Linked DNA regions of Mus musculus: all the other regions are linked to region 1. The links are chromatin contacts, called in public HiChIP or PLAC-seq and promoter capture Hi-C maps. All regions are on one chromosome and are shown on one strand. Each heading gives the region's core, a stretch centred on a gene start, on an enhancer-like site or on the middle of the called end of the contact. The rest is flanking DNA. Distances are from core to core; before and after follow the strand shown. Region 1 holds the start of Gpr25 (G protein-coupled receptor 25). Region 2 overlaps Igfn1 (immunoglobulin-like and fibronectin type III domain containing 1). Region 3 holds the start of Pkp1 (plakophilin 1).

Evidence for each region. Promoter capture Hi-C pulls out the DNA fragments that hold promoters and counts their contacts. HiChIP or PLAC-seq counts read pairs in DNA pulled down with a chosen protein or histone mark.
Region 2: an HNF4G HiChIP or PLAC-seq map of pancreatic cancer cells shows a contact between it and region 1. The contact joins the enhancer-like site here to the promoter of Gpr25 in region 1. A contact is called at or near these places in 7 of 39 promoter capture datasets (the 3T3-L1 cell line, the C10 cell line, cranial neural crest and 4 more), 1 of 115 datasets of contacts at active chromatin or transcription factors (pancreatic cancer cells) and 1 of 9 other capture datasets (liver).
Region 3: a contact with region 1 is called in a promoter capture Hi-C map of embryonic stem cells, with 3 times the contacts expected there. The contact joins the promoter of Pkp1 here to the promoter of Gpr25 in region 1. A contact is called at or near these places in 9 of 39 promoter capture datasets (the 3T3-L1 cell line, cranial neural crest, embryonic stem cells and 3 more), 1 of 484 Hi-C or Micro-C datasets (embryonic stem cells), 1 of 115 datasets of contacts at active chromatin or transcription factors (bone marrow-derived macrophages) and 1 of 9 other capture datasets (macrophages).

Annotation. Positions count from the first base shown.
Region 1 is chr1:136,259,260-136,263,227 of GRCm38.p6, forward strand. It overlaps Gpr25 (G protein-coupled receptor 25), which reads right to left and starts at 1,667. Exons shown (of 1, transcript NM_001101516.2): 1 at 1-1,667. The coding sequence starts at 1,614. The coding sequence ends at 538.
Region 2 is chr1:135,955,972-135,960,177 of GRCm38.p6, forward strand. Igfn1 (immunoglobulin-like and fibronectin type III domain containing 1) reads right to left here. Exons shown (of 27, transcript NM_177642.3): 22 at 3,730-4,032; 23 at 2,968-3,056; 24 at 727-922. Among named protein-coding and RNA genes, the nearest start is that of Pkp1, 39 kb to the left of the region's middle. Within about 2 kb of position 2,525, at least 3 of the 459 cell types and tissues checked have an H3K27ac peak or open chromatin away from gene starts, as enhancers often do. A contact at or near this core is called in pancreatic cancer cells, where this site is marked.
Region 3 is chr1:135,916,411-135,920,604 of GRCm38.p6, forward strand. Pkp1 (plakophilin 1) reads right to left here and starts at 2,797. Exons shown (of 14, transcript NM_019645.3): 1 at 2,401-2,797. The coding sequence starts at 2,602.

The DNA.
Region 1 (3,968 bases), core at 417-2,916:
GATAGAGGGGGAGGGAAAAGGGAAGAGGGAGGGGAGCGGGAAAGGGAAAGGGAGAGGGGATAGAGGGGGAGGAGAAAAGGGAGAGAGAGGGAGAGGGGGAGGTGAAGAGGGAGAGGGAGGGGAAGAGGGAGGGGAGGGGAAGGGAGAGGTGTTTGAGATGGTGTTGCTAGAGGGCTGACCAGGAGAAGAAATTCCTCAAAGGACAATGGCTTTTGTAGGGGCAAGAACAGTCAGGAGCAAGAAGGACCTTTGAGAGTCTGGTTTGGATATTTGGGCTGAATTACACAGAATGAAGCAGAGAACAGAACCCACTTCCCTCCCATCTACTAGGTGAACCCGCTTCTCCAGGTGAGTGTCTACAGCTTTTCTTGCCCTGGAGAAAACTAATATAATAGCCCATCCTTCCCCATCGGTTTGTGAGAACAGCCAGCCCCAACAGCCAGCTCCGAGAAAGCTGATGGGCAGTCCCCTGGCGCATCTGCAAGCACATGGTTCCTCTCTTTGAAGCACCGTTCCACCTGCGCCATCCCGGGGAGGCTACCAAGTGGCCGAGGCAGAGTTCACCTTCGGGGACCGGCCCCGGAACACCGAACTGTCGTCCCTGGAGAGCGAGGAGGCCGAGCTGATCCTGCGCACCTGGCGCCCGGCGCGCGCGCACAGCCCGAACCGGGCCCGGGCGCGGAATGAGCGGTCCAACAGGAGGTAGATGACCGGGTTCGCACTGCTATTGACGAAAGCCAGGCAGGTGGTGACAGTCAGACCCCAGCGCAGAGCCAGCAGCAGGGAGCAGGGCAGCGGCAGCGCCTGGAGCCGCGCCAGGTGGAAGAGGGAGCGCAGGACGCCGAAGGGCAGCCAGCAGCCCACGAAGACGCTCTCCACGGTGAAGATGATGCGCAGGGAGTTGCTCCGGGCCCTACCGACGCGCGGCAGGCGGCGCGACACGCGCCAGTAGCAGATCAGGGTGACAGCCAGCGGCAGCGCGAAGGTCAGTAGCAGCAGCAGCAGCCCGACACCCTGGAGCGCTTCCCAGGGCTCTTCGGCGCACTGGCTGCCCACGCCGTCCAGGCTCGGCTGCAGTCCCCGGTAGAGCAAGGCCGGCAAACCCGCCAGGAACGCCGCAGCCCAGGCGGCGCCGCACACGGCTCGCACACAGCGCGCGCTCCGCAGCGGGCGCGCGCTCAGCGGCCGGCCCACCGCCAGGTAGCGGTCCACGCTCATGCCCGCCAGCAGCAGCGCGCCCGCGCAGCGCGTGACCGCCAGCGCGAAGCTGCTGACTTTGCACAGGCCGTCGCCGAAGGGCCAGAGGCCGCCGCGCGCCTCTGCCGCGGCCCACAGCGGCAGCGTGAGCACGAAGCCCAGGTCGGCGGCCGCCAAGTGCAGCACGAAGGTGTCCACCAGCCGCCGCGGCCCGCGCTGCCGGCTCAGTAGCCACACCACGAAGGCGTTGCCCGGCAGGCCCACGGCGAAGGCCGCCAGGTAGAGCGCTGGGATGATGGCGTGGCCGTAAGGCAGGTTCCAAGCAGGGCACAACTCCACTTGGTCCAGGGAGCCCGAGCCCGAATAGTCCCAGGACAACGTGCCCCAGCTAGGACTCCAGGGTTCGGTGGACTGCATGGCCGGGGTCACCGGGCCGGCGTGCATCCTGGCGCAGGGCGGCTGCCCTCTCTGAGCAGGAGGGGGTTTGCTTTTCACAGCCTGTGCCCAGCACCTCCCTCCCTCCCTTCCTGCCACCCTAGGCCGAGGCTTTGGGGTGAGAAGAGTGTGGGGCTGGGAGGGGCAGGCCTCTGTGGTGGTGATGTTACCTTCCAAGTTGGGGCTGACCCAAAGGGAAGGGCACAACTGGGTATTGTGAGATGTCCTTAGGGCTGAGAGAACTGCGGCCACTCAGAATTGGTGGCTCATCATTTCTGGGTGCTTGGCCTAGTATCTGGGGGAAGGGAGTGGGACTCTGAGATAGGGTGCAAGGGGCAGTGGGTGCCGTAGAGCCCTAACCTGTTCTCGATTCTCACCAGGCGTTTCTTTTCTAGTTTTTAGAGGGGGGGTGGAGGGTGGGGAGACAGACCAGGCATGAGGGTTTCTGAGGGAGGGCAACGCCTCGGCTTCCTTCTCTAATCTGCTCTGCTGTGTAGCACTTGAAGGGGTCTGAAGGTTGAGGGAGATTCCCTTGGTGCCCGATCAAGAATTGGCACCACAGTTCTTGGACTAATTAATAGCCTCCTAGGATAAAAGACTAGACGTGTCACCTGGAGTGACACTTCTGTCCTGGTCCAGGCCTCATGGAGCCGTGTGGAAAGGGTCTAAGCTAGAGACAGAAAGTGTAATCAGGTGGCCCTGCTGGAAGGGGGCCAGGCCCCTGGGTTAACCCTCCTCCTCCTCCTCCCCATACTTCAAAATCTAGCTGATAAGTCAAACAGGGTTATAACCTCTATACAAAAGATGACACAAAATGGCCCCTAACAATCCAACAGATTTGCTATTCTAAATCATGAGACAGTAGCTCTGAGAGTTCTTGTGAACTGATGGGAAAGGGTTTGTGGCTAAAGGGGTGCAGGATGTCTAAGCTTTGTTCCTTCCCATTCCACTCTCAGGGGACCTCTCTGTGCAGCAGGCACTGGCTTCCTCTGCATTGCAAGAAATGCATTCTTGACCTCAGATCCCTTCTCGAGGAGGGGAGAGACACAGGCTGTGTGTGCAACGGCCAGCCTGCCATCAGTCAAACTGTGGTACAGGTTTAAAACCACGTCCACTCAGCGCTTAGAAGGAGGAGCTGTTCATGCTTCGGGGAAAAGGTCCGCAGAAGGGGCGACAGTTCAGGTCGGGTCTAGGAAGGGGTTAAAGGTCAAAAGGAATGGCAAAGCAGAGAGGATGAGCCAGCCCAGGAAGGGATAAAAAAGCAAGTATACTGAGACATGCAGGAAGACACTGGCAGGCTGTGGCCTGATCCTGAAGGCTTTGGGCATCAGTCTGATTTGGCAGGACTGTATGAGTCACAGAGGGGGAAGGCTCATCAAGCCACAGGGACTCCACAGGGGGCTGTTGTATTCATGAAGGAGTTAGATGGTGGTTGTTTTATTTTAGGGGGGGTAAGATCTTTCACTCTCATTAGGCAAGAGTCCTGCCACTGAGTGACATAGTTATTGACACTAGGGACAGAAAAGAGAGGATGTGTCAGGAGATACAGTACAGGTCTCCATGTGGAGAGACTGGAGGGAGATCTGGGATGTCTCTTCTTTGGAACAGTGTGGTAGCTGTCTCTGTCCTTATAGGGCCAGAGCACAGAAGGGCAGCTGTGTGTGCACCCAGATTGACATTGATTGGAAGTAGGATGCTAACATCACTTATGATCCAAACCTAGGCACGTCTGAGAGTGAAAGAGGCATCGTCAGCAATGGATCCCGTGGCTCCATTCTGGGAGCCTCAGGACCCCACCTGGGTCATTTCCTTTCATATACAGAGCCACCTGGCAGGGAATAGGAAGTGGGATGGAGGGCTAGATGGTTTCCAATTTCCATCCCAATCCAGTTTTCACAGCGTAGGGGGTTTTAAGCTAGAGAGGGCGGGTGTAGCCAGATTACATTTTTGTGAGGGGAAAGGGCCTAGAGTTAATTTTCCTCACCTGACTCCGTCCTGCAAAAACCTATCCATTAAATCAAACGTGTGGGGACTGGGATTCATGTCTAGTCTGTTCCGGCCAAGAAGTTTTTTCCTTGGGCTGCTGAGATGACTCAGTAGGTAAAAGTGCTTGTTATTAAGCCTGTGGACCTGAGTTCAAGCCCCAATCTACACAGTAGAAAGAATGAACCTACCTCCCCAAGCTGTCTTCTGATCACACTCGTGCTATAACACACAGGCTCACCCCCCACCATGTATACACTCATGCATACATACACACACGCACACACACACGCACACACACGCACACACACACACACACACACACACACACACACACACACTAAAAAGGCACA
Region 2 (4,206 bases), core at 1,275-3,774, 300 kb before region 1:
AGTGTCTTCTCCTGGGGATCTACAGAACACTGTTGTCAGGCAGGCGATGGGCCAGAGGGCTTACCAACTAAGTCTGAGTATACAATTATCTCTGCATGGTGAAAAATATCCCCCAAAGAATGCTCTTTTTTTTTCTTTTGAGGCAGGGTTTCACCCACATTAACCCAGGCTAGCCTTAACGCTGAGTTCTGTCTCAGTCTCCCACATCTGGGATTATAGGTACCCACCAGCACAGATGACTTCCAAAAAAATTACTTATTCACCTTTTTAATAGATAAAATGATGGGACAGGGACAGAAGTTAGAGTTTTCATAAAATCAAATCACAAATGCCTGCGGTTAGTCTTCCTGCATTTCTGAACATTCCAGGCTGGGAACGAGAGTCATTCCAGGGAAGGGACAATCTTAACTTGCACCAGGGTCGTGGGCAGATTCTCCCCATGGTATCCTTTAGTGACGCAATGCTGGGGGCCATTTTTGCTCTTGGACTCAAAACAAACAAAAACAAACAAACACCCCCACAGATAAGAGGTAAGGGTGTGGTATCTTTAAGTTCATAGGTCAGAACATCGGGGCTTTCAGGGACTCTCCTTCTACCTGGCCTCTGAGCCTTGAAGTGTGTAGGCTCAACAGTGTGGTCACCTTGCACACTCAGCACAAGGAGCTACGCCCAGGACAGATGCAGCCTTCACACCCTGGTGAGAGCTCCCTGGCTGAGCGGCCTCACCTGCTACATTGATGAAGAAGCTGTGGGTAGCTTCCTTCCCCTGTAGGTTCCTCAGCATCACGGTGTATCGGCCACAGTCCGAGAGGCTAGCTGCAGGGATCAGAAGCTGCGTGAGGCCAGCCTTCACAGTGGTCACACTTCTTTTGGGCAAGGGCAAGCCGTCCTTCAGCCAGGTCACCTCAGGCATGGGGGCAGCCTGAGAACCAAGGGCAAGCTCAAATTGAGAAGAGGAAGGTTTTTTGTTTGTTCATTTGTTTTTTTAAAGTGTCTGTTCAAATAAATTATGTAGTTAGCATATAAAATAATAGGCTTATTGATGACATTTTATTGTGTATGTATCACTGAATCTTCCTGATATTCACTGCTATAGTCCTTCTGCTTTCATTGTACACAATTCTCTCTCACACACACTCGTGCATGCACGCACGCGCACACACACACACACACACACACACACACACACACACACACGCATGCACACAGGCACGCACTCGAGTGCGCTCGAAAAAGCATGCTGATTTTTTCTTTCTTCCCTTAAGGCCGTCACCCTCTTGCTCCTGTTCTTTGTGATTGCTTCCTCCCTGACCTTTGCTCTCCATGGAGGAAATTTTGTAAAAGAAAAAGTATATAAGCTGGGCCCAGTGTAGAAGGGCAAGAAGGACCATTCTAGGCAGGAAGAGATGCGCCTGAGCACATGGGGATCAACGAGGAATAGGCTCTCAGGGAGGTAGCGATGTGTGGGGCTAGCTGGTAGGTATGGAAGGATGCTGGGATAGGAAGAGAGGCTTAGCTGGGAGGCTCAGTAAAACGGTTCTGGCCCTCAGCCTCACCCCCACGCAGACATCTAGACTTCACTGAGCGAGGTGCTGCAGTTAGGACAGTGCAGCTAGTTCTGGATTTACATGAGCGTACTTGGTGGGAGTGAGAAGAGACTCATTGGGACGAGAGTATTCCTTCCCCCCAAGGCAAGCTAGGGGTGTCTCGGGAGTTCCTGCAATAGAGAGAGGCTGCAGGAAGTAGACTATGCATCTGGCCTGGAACTGTGGTGACTGGAGAGGAGAGGAGAGTGGCAGGCTTAGGAAAGGAGCTGGCAGGGCTGGTTAAGAGCAGGTGGCTCACGCCTTTAATCCCAGCACTTGGGAGGCAGAGGCAGAGGCAGGCGAATTTCTGAGTTCGAGGCCAGCCTGGTCTACAAAGTGAGTTCCAGGACAGCTAGGGCTACACAGAGAAACCCTGTCTCAAAAAAAAAAAAAATCACTGACTGCTCTTCTGAAGGTCCTGAGTTCAAATCCCAGCAACCACATGGTGGGTCACAACCACCCATAATGAGATCTGACACCCTCTTCTGGTGCGTCTGAAGACAGTGACAAATAGCAGAGGTCCTGAGTTTGATTCCCAGCAACCACATGATGGTTTACAACCATATACTGATTTACATAAAAATAAATAAATAAATCTTTAAAAAAGATTTATCTGTATCTGAGTGTCAGGCCTATAATGTAACAGTGAGAACTCTCTTCAGCTGCGGGATGATGATGCTACCCACTGCCTATGGGACCCCCATCGTGTGCACCTGAGAATGCTAATAGTAAGTTGCCTATGGGGGTGTCCTAAGGATTTAGGCATCAACGATGCGCGGAAAGCACAGAGCACAGCATCCAGGTTGCTACCACCACTTTCTCAGCCCTTTGGTAAGCTTAGTCTCTTTGGTAAGAGACTGAAGAACTCAGTACCATGTGAGAGATGAGGAGTCAAATTAGTGAGCGGTGACGGCATCAGGCAATCTGTGTTTACTACCACACTAGTGACTGTACGGAGAGTTGTGTGGTGTTGACATTGGCTGGGGACCATCCTGAGTCAGACTCTGATCATTCACTTGCACAAAAATATATTCTAAAGGCAAAAATGATTATCTACCTTGCCGGCTCCCTCAGTTCTGGGACTAAGAAGGGGAGAGGAGATGGTCTAATTTGGAGGTGTAATATTTGAAGTGACCACTAGAGGGGTGTGTAACCCCTGTTCACTCAGCAGCATGAGGCCAAATACAAGCTTGGCTTCAAAAACCATTTTCCTCCCTACCCACCTCACATTGGACCTTATTTAGGAGACAAGTCAAAGTCTATGACTAAGGTTAAAGAATAATAAGGAAGAAGAAGGAACACTCCACGATCGTCTAGTTTCCTGGTTGCTCAGTGACACCCCCCCCCCATGCCTGCCACACACTGCTTCAGGTCTACTCACTTCAAAGGAGAGAGGAACGCGAATACTGTCCCCAACCCTGACCATCAGGGTATCCTTTGTGCCGGAGTCCATGAGGAACCTGGGACAGACTAGAACACACAAGATGGCTTGTCACCTCCCTCCACAGTGAGCAGCTAGCTCACCTAGGATGCAGATCGAAGGCTGAACCAATGGCCTGACAGAGAGTGCTTGGAAGGGTGTGTTGGAGAAAAAAGGCTGGGAGACAGGGACAGTCTTGTGGGACAATCAAAGTTGCTATCCGGGAAGGGTGGGTGACATCTTTTAATGGGGTGACATCCATTGAAGATCAGAGCCAGGACAAGAATCTAAGATTCTGGACTCAGGAGCTCTTGGCTTTTTATTGTCTCCTTATTGTCACAGTGACAACTAGAGAGGATTGGTATGGCTCGCAAAGAGAAAGGATCTGCTTCTAGTGATTAAGTCCCAAAGGGAAACACAATCTGCCTTGCGGTAACAGGGAGCTGGGGGATGTGCTGTCTCAAACCAAGCAGTGCCCACTCCTCGGAGTCACTTGTTTTAAATCATGGTTCTGTGTCATAACAATGGGGAGACCCTGGGTGAAGCATCTCGGGCCTTTGTGGTCATCCCTGGAGCTGTAATGAGAACACATTTCTAAAAGGGGTCCGCTTAGCTCAGTGCTCCCTGCCACCCCTCTGTTAAGAAGGCAACTGATGACTGCATAGCAGTGCCTCTCAGGAAGGGTCTGTAGGATTCATGGTGGGGAAAGGAGGTGTCACTCACCAGTGGCCGGCATGGCATGAACCAATGTGTCCAGGGAAGTGGCCTGGCTCCGGCCCCCATCATTAACTGCTGTCACCCGCACAAAGTAGCCTTCTTGCGGCCGAAGCCCCTTGGCTGTGAAGGTGGTGCCCGGCACAGTTCCCACGTGACATGGGCTCCATTGATGGCTGTCTGAACCACACAACTCCACAATATATCCCTGGGCTTCATCAGCATCCCGGGCATCCGGCACCATCCAGCTCACGGTGATGCTAGTGTTTGATGTGTCTGTAACCTGTAGATCCCGCACAGGCCCTGGGGGTCCTGGGCAAGCACCATGGAAGTTTCAGGAGTGTGGCATCTTCCTCTGAGGAGTCTTCCAACCAAGGAGTCTTGGGGCTTCTTTCACTTAGGGGTTTCTGCAGAACTGTGGGTCCCTGGCTACCCCCTCAACTCACCCACCAACTTGCCAACCCCTAACTATCCCATAATCCTTGA
Region 3 (4,194 bases), core at 1,547-4,046, 340 kb before region 1:
AGGGAAAAAAGCCTCTTCTAAGCACCAGGGTTATTGGTAAGTTTTGCCTGGCTGTTCACCCGGGGCACAAGGAACAGTGGCCATTTTGCCGAGCAACCCCTTGGGTGGGGCCAGCTTTCTTTAGAGTGTGGGTTCTAACAAAGAGGCTCTGGGTATGAGGCATGGAGCTCCAGACCCTACTGAAACCGGTGTTCTGTTCCAGGAGAAGATTATGTGAGAATTCAACTGTCCAGGGAGCAGAGACCTTCCATGGCTGCCAACTGATCTCTGCCAACATGGAAAGCAGGCTCCTGGCATGGAAATCACCAGGAGAAAGAGAGTGCAGAATGGCTGTGCAGCAGACACACACTTGGGCGTTTCAGATGAAGAGGACAGAGAAATCTGACGAAAACAAAGCCAGATAAACCAGCCACACCAGCTCCAAGTGCCCCAACCGCCTATTCCAGCTGGGAGAACTGGCCCCCTTTGGGAACCTCCCCAGAGGCTGAGGTTAGAGCAGACACACCCACAGGGCCAGTCCCAGGAGAGTTTCTGGACAAGTATGCACTGGGAGGCATCAGGGTCAGCCCTAAGCCTTCACCTGGATGAATCCCCTTGGGGGACCTTTGGTAGAGACATCATCAGATGGCTACCCACAAAGCCCAAGCTAGAAGCAGCACTTTGAGATGACAGATGTCAGGGAACGCCCTGATAGGTTAGGGAGAAGGGATGTTTGGGCCCTGAACCCAGGTTTGAGATTTTCCTGGCTCTAGGATCTGGAAGCTGAGACAGGTAGAGCAGGGGGGAGGGGGTGTGAAGAGGGGGGTGGGGGGTGGAAAGGGACAAGGTCAGGCATTAAGCAGAGAGGAGTGGGTGGCCTTAAGCTGTGCCCTGAGCTGTGGCTCCAGGAGGCCCTTTGTCACTGCAAACCTGCTTTCAAATGAAGCAGTGACAAAGGCGGTAAATAAAAGGGGAGTTAGGCAAGGGAGTGCGCATCTGTTAGGAGAGGTGCCAGGCGCCCAGACAGGGGCAAAGGGCACCGGGAGCAGCAGAGCTTTTTTGGTGTGGGAGGTGGCAGAGTGTGCCAACAGCCATTTTCTCTTCCTTAGTTCTACCAAGGGATCACTAGGGAACAGAGGAAAGAGGACACATGCCAGGGGCAGAGAGTGTGGGCCTGCTGACTCGCTGGAGGGGTGGCAGAAGTCTACTTCCTTTGTTTTTTCCTTGTCCCTTTACCCATCGCCCTCCCCCTCCCCCAACCAGGTCTCTATAAGCATGTTTGACCTGGACTTTTATTAGCATTTTACTCCATCTAGTTAAATAATAAAAACAAATACGTTCAAGTTTTGCTAATGATATTTGTTAAACAAAGGTTAGCATATTTCTTACTGGGAATCCTTTGTATGAAAATTTCACTCTAAAATTCCCACCTGTAACACCTTGTCAGGTGCACTTTCCACCTTCAGCTTCAGGGACCTGGTCCCTTTCTCCTGGCCTCCCCCAAACTGAGGCTTGTCACTCACACATCAGGGCCATCGGGGAGGACAGGACTGGAAGCCCAAACTCACTGTGAAGAGGGCTCAGTTGAGACTGGGAGTGGTGCCCCCCCAATCCATTTTGGTTCCGGTTTGACACTATTTTCTACTTAAGGTGGGTCAGGGGAAGGGGGCTCTGTATTAAGGATTAGAGAAAGAGAGTGAGCACTCACACCTCCTTCCTTGTTAACAGAGAACTGGCCCCATGATAGTCTTCTAGTCAGATTTGCATCTTTGGTTTGGTTAGAGACTCTATGTAAAATATCAAGGGATCCCAGGGACGTGTGTGTGTGTGTGTGTGTGTGTGTGTGTGTGTGTGTGTGTGTGTGTGTGTGTAGGGGGCGCTCCCTGACCCCCCCCCCAATTCCATAATGCCTCTCCTGAACCAAACTCCATCACAGTAATTGAGTCGCTCCCTTTCCTCCTTCAAACACCACCTTCACTAGGGTTATTGTCTCTCTCCTATTGGGCGCAAGCCGGTTTTGACGATTGCAAAGCCTGAGGAACATGAATGAGAGGATGTGGGGAGAGGTAGGCGAGAGCACCCGGGTCTGAAACTTTAGGACAGACACTTGAAGATAATCGGAGGCTGGTGCCCCTGAAGCAGGACTGGGAAAAGAGAGCCATCTGGATTCAGGAGTTAATCCCAGCTGTGTCCCCCAGTGAGCTACCCATCCTGACCCACAGCGTGCCATCAATCCCCAGCAGCAGGCTAGCTGGGGGCGGCCGGGTCCACCCTGTGGCAATGGCCTGACTGCTGAGATGTGGGCACTCTTCACAGACTCCGTCAAAGCGGGCTGACATTCAGTCCCCAACGGGGCGACGGAAGCGCATCGGGAGGGACGCACCGTCCCAAGGGCTCCGCGCGCAGCCCGCGCGCCTTTACCTCGGTTGGAGTGACTCAAGGTGGACGACTGGGAAGACTTGGACTTCTGCCGTTTGACGGTCATCATCACTTGCTCCTGCACGCGCTGCCTGCCCGACGTGCCGGTCTTCATCTTTTGGTCAGAGGGCAAAGCCAGCGTGGAGTTGTCCTGGTCCTGGAAGCATTCGTACGCCAGCGCGGTCTTGAGCGGAGAGTGGTTCATGGTGGCGGGAGGCGCGGGCCAGGGGAGCCGAGGGTGCGAGTGCGGGCCAGGGGAGCGAGAGTGCGAGCCGGGGTGCGAGCGAGCGCCTGTTCTCCTCTCAGCGGCTCCCTTTGGCCATAGAGCGCTGGTCCGCGTGAGGGCTCCCGGCTGCTGCTCCTGGCGCCTCCGCCCCGGCTCGTCCCTCAGTAGGCACTGGCCGGACCCGCCCTCCGTCAGACAGGATATACCACCCCTGCCCTGCGCCACCCACTCCGCAGGCCGCCGCTCAGACGCGAGCTGCAGGGCACTGTGGCTGCCAGGAGGGAGCTGGGGTGTGTGTGCTGGGCGGCGGGGAGTGCCCGGTGTGCAATGCTCCCAGGCTCGTCCTTCCTCTCCAGGTGACGTCCAGGGGAGACGCCCCTGGGTCCTGCTTCTGCTGCCTCCAGGAGAAAGTGCGTGCTCAGCTAAGGACCAACGGGGGACCTCTGTCGAGGAAAAGGGAGCTCTTCTAGCTCAGTTCCCCCTCTCCGCCTCCCCTCGCCCCCTAAAGCAAAGCGACCCTCAAGCATTGAGATCATGTCAGAGACCAGCCCTGTTCCTTGGGAGCTCTCAGGCTGATGGATGAGGGATCTTTTGCCACTGGCCAAAGAGAGTGCCTTTAGCTTGAAGGGAGTGAAGTCAGGGGCAGGGGCAAGGCAAGACTTAAAAAACAAAACAACCCACAAAGTAACACTCACTTGTGGATACACCCAACACAGAAATCCTGTCAATAATGGACCTTCTCTGAAAAGGCATGTACTACCCCCACACCAATGCCTGGCGTCCAATGAGAAGTTGAGATAAACACTAACTTGAAACCTACTCAGACCCTTACTGGAAAAACTCCCTACTATGTGCCAAGGACTGTGTGTGTTCTCTTCTATGTGCACACAACCTTGGGATGTGTGTGGGGATGTTTCAAGCATGTGGCACCCTCCTGAGCGATGGAGGGTGACACAGCAGTGCATTTGGTGTGTGACAGCAGCTGAGTCTTAAAAGCACTTTGATGGCAATCTTTCTTAAAGGCATCACACCCTGCTTTACCCACTGAAGCTATACTGGAAATATCTTATGCATTTCTTGATGCCTCGGGTTTCTGGTTCTGGGTGTCCATCACTGATGTGCGCAGCCGTGACATCTTGTCAGCTTAGGTTGAGGGTCTCAGTGACTGAATGCCGTTGGTTTTGCCTTCAGGTGTAGCTGTACCTTGTTGCCCACAGGAGTCCTCTTCTGCTTGCTCCTTTAATCTGCATAGAAATCACAAAGTAAGACTGGTTGCTACTTATGCACCAAGGAGACTGACTGCAACCCCGTGATGGTTGTCACCTCTCTTCCAGAGAGGTGGGTACCACATACAGGCAGCTCGGCTGTTCTCCAGACGTCAGTCACAGGAACCACCTGCACAGCAGATTGCTATAAAGCAGACCTTAGCTTCCTCTAGAAACAGTGCTATACTTGAGGGTTGTGTTCTTAAAACAAACAAACAAACAAACAAACAAACAAACAAACGAGACAGATGTGAGCCCAAACATGCCATTGTTGGTGACTAAAGTGAGACACCTTCAATCCATTAT